2 separate regions of the Mus musculus genome follow, and region 2 is linked to region 1. Evidence: chromatin contacts called from public Hi-C data. All regions are on one chromosome and are shown on one strand. Each heading gives the region's core, a stretch centred on a gene start, on an enhancer-like site or on the middle of the called end of the contact. The rest is flanking DNA. Distances are from core to core; before and after follow the strand shown. Region 1 overlaps Hhex (hematopoietically expressed homeobox). Region 2 overlaps Fra10ac1 (FRA10AC1 homolog (human)).

Region 1 (2,853 bases), core at 242-2,741:
GGAAAAAGATTTTAACGAAGAAAACAGTTGGTAAACTAGACTTTGTAGGCGTGGTAAAGGCTGAAAAAAACCAAAACCAAAACCAACTTTGATTGTTATGTCTCTGCTCTCACCAACTGCATCTTCATCCCATCGCCAGGAGAATCCTCAAAGCAACAAAAAGGATGCGTTGGACAGTTTGGACACTTCCTGTGAGCAGGGTCAAGACTTGCCCAGTGAACAGAATAAAGGTGCCTCTTTGGATCGTTCGCAGTGTTCACCCTCCCCAGCCTCTCAGGAAGACCCCGACTCGGAGATCTCAGAGGATTCCGACCAGGAGGTGGACATCGAGGGGGATAAAGGCTACTTTAATGCTGGATGACAGTCATCGGCCATGTTTAGAGACCGGACTTTAGAATAATGTTTTGCTACAGACCAACTGGAAAATTCGGGGGGAGAGAGAGAGAGAGAAAGAGAGAGAGAGAGAGAGAGAGAGAGAGAGATAACAATTCTTGTAGAGTTTTGAAAATGTTTGGTGCACTGGCTAATTAACAAACATGCATTGCGTTGAGACCTTAACTTTGGTTTAACATACGGTATCTATACCAGTTTTTAAGTTGTTTTGATAAAGTGACTAAATGTGACCTCATTTTTTAAAAAGTGAATTTATTTCTATTTATGAGAGGTAATTTGAACTTTTGTCTAAAGCTTAAATTATGACTTTAAAGGTTTTAAGTTTTAGGAGGCTGATCTTGACTGACTTTCCTAAGTCTGTAGCTATTCCCTCGACTTTAGAGGTGCACTTAGGTGGGGGCAACATTTGGGGAATCCATGGAACACTTTGAAAGGGTATACCCAACTTTTACATGGCATCTTACATTGCTGCCTTAACTCCAAAGCCATTTCAGAGCACTTGGCTCCCGGTGTCTGTTCTTACAAGCAAGATAGTTGATAAGATTCTAAAAATCTTGTTTTGCTCAGCCAGTGCCTCTGACCCTGGTGTTAAGGGATGACGCAGTCCCTACAGGCAGGGAAACTGACTCATTTGAGACTGATCTCACACGAACTAGAAATAGCAGGACAATTCAATGTAAGTAGATTGTAGATAGTGTGTTTTATAGAAACTGTGTCTATAACATGTATATAGCATTACTTCTTGTAAAAACTCTGCCAAAATGATGTTTGTTTGTTTGGTTGGTTTTTTGTAATTTAATGAATTAACTTTCATATACATTCATCATCAGATGAACGACCCTGTTTGAATTCTCATTCTTTGGTTAAAATACCTAAACATGACACCTAAAGAGCCTTGGTGTGTGCACGCGTGTGTTTGCCATAGTGAATATGAGAGATGGGGTGCCCACCTTCTAGAATATACATTTGTGCTTTCTTTGCTGGGGCTGTGGGGGGCGGGGGGGGGGAAAAGAGGACCGAGCAGGGTGGATTGGAGCTGCCACTGAGTGCAGTGCCATCGATTGGTGTGTGCGGCCACCGTCCTTGACCAGCGTGAGTCAACAGTGTATCACACTCTGCGGGAGCCTGGCTGCTTGTACTCTTTGGGACAAGGCAGGGATTGGAGTGGCAGAGAAGGGGGGCAGTTGAGGCGGGGGGGGGGCGGATGTTGTCAGGTTCCAGCTGCTAATTTAGAAGATCTGGGAACATTAAAGCTCGTGGCCAGAGAGAATTTGAGAGCAGCTGGATGCCCTGAGGTCCTGGCAGTATGGCAGCCTGTGTGTGGGGCCTGCGCTTCTCCTCATACCCTGATGTAGGTTTCCCTTCCTTAACTCCTACTAGAGTTGGGTTGCAGACAGCAAGCAGAAGCAGGAAGCATTGGGAGCGTCAGGAATTTGATGGCTGAGAAAGGTGGGGGTTGGGGTAGCGTCCAGAAAGGGTGCTTGTGAGAAAGGGGAGGAAGAATGTTGATAAAGTTTGGATGTGGGTCAGGGCTCTGACAAGAGGTATTAATCTGCATCCAACTACCTGTCTGGCAGAGCCCAGGTCTGACAGCAGCCCTCCCACAGAGACCTGTTGAGCGGCCCAGAACATTCTTTTAGCCTTGGCCTGCATGACGCTCTTTAGTTATACAGTAAAGAACATGTGGTGGAATCTGCCCAAAGAACGCTGGACACACATGGACATTCACTAGGTGAGGACAGGTCCTCCTTAGAAGGCCCGGAATTGCAGGTGAGCTAGGTTTCCAGAATATACTAAGTGCTGGTCCTTAGGCAGAGGGGCCAGGGTAGACCTGGAGGTTTAAAGATCTGCTTTAGAATTTTAGTTCTTGGTCTCAGAACAAGAGAATGGTCTACTTGACCTACATGACCCTTTCCAGGTCCCCCATCTCCAGCTCAGTTCATGTTATATGCTGTCTCCTCTTCTTACATCTTGGTGTTAGAGCCCAAAGGATCCTTTCATCCAGTGGGAGAGTTTTGCTTCCAATCAGCTGAGGACTTGGTTAAAAATGTGGACAGAACAGGGATGGATATTCAAGAGGACTGCTTAGGTTTCGGGGGAAGTGCCCTTAACTAGGGATGGAAGCTACCCAAATTCCCACCCTAGCCATAGTGTCCTGTGAAAATGGTTTCTCTTTAAAATCCAGTCATTTGTGATCCTATGCATCTGTGACTAGAGGTAATATATACCTCTCACAGGACAGAATATGGGACATTAGCCACCCTGGATGTCACCGCATGATATGGATAAGAGCTTGTTATCATGGGGCCAGAATAATCACATACCATTCTAACCTGCCTAGAGGCTCTAGACCTGCCTCACAGGTTGCAAAGGCCACAGTCAGTCTGGTCTGAAAGTCTGTATGTATCCCAAGGTTTAGAGAATGAGACATTTATATGGAGTTTAAAAAATGATCCTGGA
Region 2 (2,853 bases), core at 215-2,714, 750 kb after region 1:
AAACTTGCACCTTACCAGGATAGGGAGACTTTGGCACTAAATCAACATCCATGGCATTAAATATTTTCATCAACTGCTATCAAGAACGGCAGTACCCACAGATGCTAAGCTGAGGCCAGGATGGAGCACCTGCGAATGAGCACTTACTGGGACTTCTCATCTGTCTCTGGCAGCGGACCCTTCCAGAGCTCAGAGTCTGAAGCACTGTCTTCCTCCTCAGCGTTTCCTGCTCATTGACAAGGAAATGTCGTCATTGTTTTAACATAACGCATTCTGAATCGTTTACCAGTGCAATTAAATTAACCATGAATTTAGCAGTATTTTAGCTTCAACTTCTATGATTCCACAAAATTTAACTTATTCCTCAAGATACCATAAATTTTAAAAAATTAAACAATATGAAAAACACCAGAGCCTCATCAAAAAGTGAATGCAAGTAATATCTAATGAACAACTTCCCCATGTTACACTAAAATAGCAGCTGGTTTAATTATTTCCTTGGCCATACAACAGAAATGAAGAATTTTGTAAAGAACATATATGTATTAGGACCTACACTCAAGATTAGTTCCTGTAGGCTAAGGGTTTTCACTGGAGATGAGCCACTTACTAATGTAATTACATCATGGAATAGTTTGTCTGCCTGATACTACTTTATCCAATATTGAATAAATTTTAGTTGAGTTTAGATAATTCATGTGAGGTCTATTTTGTTATATTTTAAAAATAGGAATATATTATCTTTACTGATTTTATAGGTAATACATACTGCCACTGTCTAAAATAAAAGCAATTTGGAAATGTTTAAAGTCCTAAGGAAAAGTTACCCCAGGCCACAGGTAATACAGTCACTTTTTAAGTGTGGTTGGTCTTTAAAAAGGTATCATTCATATATATATATATATATTTAAATTAAGATTATACTGTGCATAACTGTAACTATAAAGGATTTGAGATAGCAGAGACAGTTCTCCTTGACAATACGTATAAATATGTCAAAGCTTTTATAATGAGATTTCTTTCTAGGATTTATCTTTGTTTTGAATGATGCATATGTATGTACAGGTGTTTGCAGAGGGCTGAGGTGTCAGATCTCCCAATGAAGGCGCTAGAACTGAACTTGGATCCTCTCCAAGGCCAATATGTGCTTTAGCCACAGAGCCATCTATCTAGCCCTGTGAAAACCTTAAACAAACAAACAAAACAAAACAAAACAAAACAAAAACTGTTATATGGAATTTGATTAACCAATCGTTAATTTCTGATTGGTGGGGATTTAGGCTGTATTTCCCATTTTTATTTTTATTGGGGGTGAGGGTGGGTGGGGAGCAGTCTGGTGATTAAACCCAGGATCTTAAACATGCTAGCAAGAGCTCCACAGTGGGCGGGCACACAGTCCACCACGCTGTTTTTCTTGGTGAACAGTGTGCATTTCTGCCCATGTTTATCTGAGGAGCTTATCTATTCCAAATAAAATATCAAATTCCAAAAGCAGCATCATTGGCCACCACATGTGCTCTAACCCAGTTACAGGGTCAGGTTTTCCTCCAGAAGAAAGGTTAGAGAGTTTCCATTCTTCCAAACAATGTCTGAGAAGGCCTCCTCTTCTCAGAATAAGTTTTTCTAAAGTAATAAGCATTATTTTTCCAAATGTTTGACAAATACTCTTTCAAATGTAAGAGAACATCTTGATGTGCTCATCCTAACACAGTGTGCTCTTTACAAACCTTAACTTACACAACGTCCATAGGATTAAAAGAAAAGATGCTACTTCAAGAATGACGTAATAAGAGCTAATTGCCTTGGAGAGTTACCACTAGAGTTCTGACTTAACTCGGATTTGGCTTGCCAGTACAGAACGTCCCTCAGTTCAGCACAGGACAAAAATAAAGCCGCATTGATTTGCCACGGTGGTTCTAGCCTTTTACCTGCTGGACTCTGATCTTTGAATCAATGTGTATGCCTGAACTTTGATCCTAACTGAACCTGTTGTGGCACCAACTTTAACAAATAGCAGGGGGAGGGTGCTGTCTAATGAGCTATGTACACATGATGATGAAACTATAAAGTCTTAGAGGAAGATTCCTGCTCTGTGACAGCCATCAACACAGTTCCCAGTGTCTTGAACTGATAACACAAGAAAGAATAAAATCTTCCACTTGCTGAGATAAGAAAGAACAGAAAACCCAATTATGCCTAATGAAGTTCTCTATATGGCATTACTGTCCAGCCGTCAGAGAACAGAACCTACATGGCCTTTAAAAACAAGCAGTTGATTGTAAAATCTTACACTGCAAACAGCTCTGGTGTTCACTCTGTTCCCTCTTAAGAATACTTTCCACAAGTCAGCTTTTCTACACTAATTTCCTTTGTATGAGTCTATCTGTCTGTGTGTGGTATGCATAAGTATAGTGTGTGCGTGTATACATGAAGGACAAAGGTCAACTTCTAGTGTTGTTCCTTGGGTACTGTCCACAGAAGGGGTCTTTCACTGGCCCTGAACTTACTAAACAGGTGAGGCTGCCTGACACAAACCCAGAGATCTGCCTGTCTCTGCCTTCCCAGCCCTAAGATTGAAAATGTGTGCAACTATACCTGGACATTTATCATACACTTATTTTTATATATGTGCATGCTCATGCAGGGGTGCTCATGCAGGACACAGTATGGAGGCTAGACAAGAAGCTATGGAAATCAGTTCTATCCCACTCCCACGTGGGTTCAGGGATTAAGCTGTCAAGTTTGGTGGCAAGCGCTTTCACTCACTGAGCTGACCTTGTCCCAGTTTTTAAAGTGGGCTCTGAGAACTCAATTCAGTATCTCTTGCTTTCACGGAAGCACTGTACCAAATGG

The links. Hi-C and Micro-C count contacts between places; a contact is called where the count stands out from the background.
Region 2: a Hi-C map of liver shows a contact between it and region 1, with 4 times the contacts expected there. The contact joins two enhancer-like sites. A contact is called at or near these places in 1 of 39 promoter capture datasets (liver) and 1 of 484 Hi-C or Micro-C datasets (liver).

Annotation. Positions count from the first base shown.
Region 1 is chr19:37,439,445-37,442,297 of GRCm38.p6, forward strand. It overlaps Hhex (hematopoietically expressed homeobox), which reads left to right. Exons shown (of 4, transcript NM_008245.3): 4 at 140-1,287. The coding sequence ends at 361. Among named protein-coding and RNA genes, the nearest start is that of Hhex, 6.0 kb to the left of the region's middle. Within about 2 kb of position 1,492, at least 9 of the 459 cell types and tissues checked have an H3K27ac peak or open chromatin away from gene starts, as enhancers often do. A contact at or near this core is called in liver, where this site is marked.
Region 2 is chr19:38,189,682-38,192,534 of GRCm38.p6, forward strand. Fra10ac1 (FRA10AC1 homolog (human)) reads right to left here. Exons shown (of 14, transcript NM_001081075.2): 13 at 148-226. Among named protein-coding and RNA genes, the nearest start is that of Gm52398, 27 kb to the left of the region's middle. Within about 2 kb of position 1,465, at least 8 of the 459 cell types and tissues checked have an H3K27ac peak or open chromatin away from gene starts, as enhancers often do. A contact at or near this core is called in liver, where this site is marked.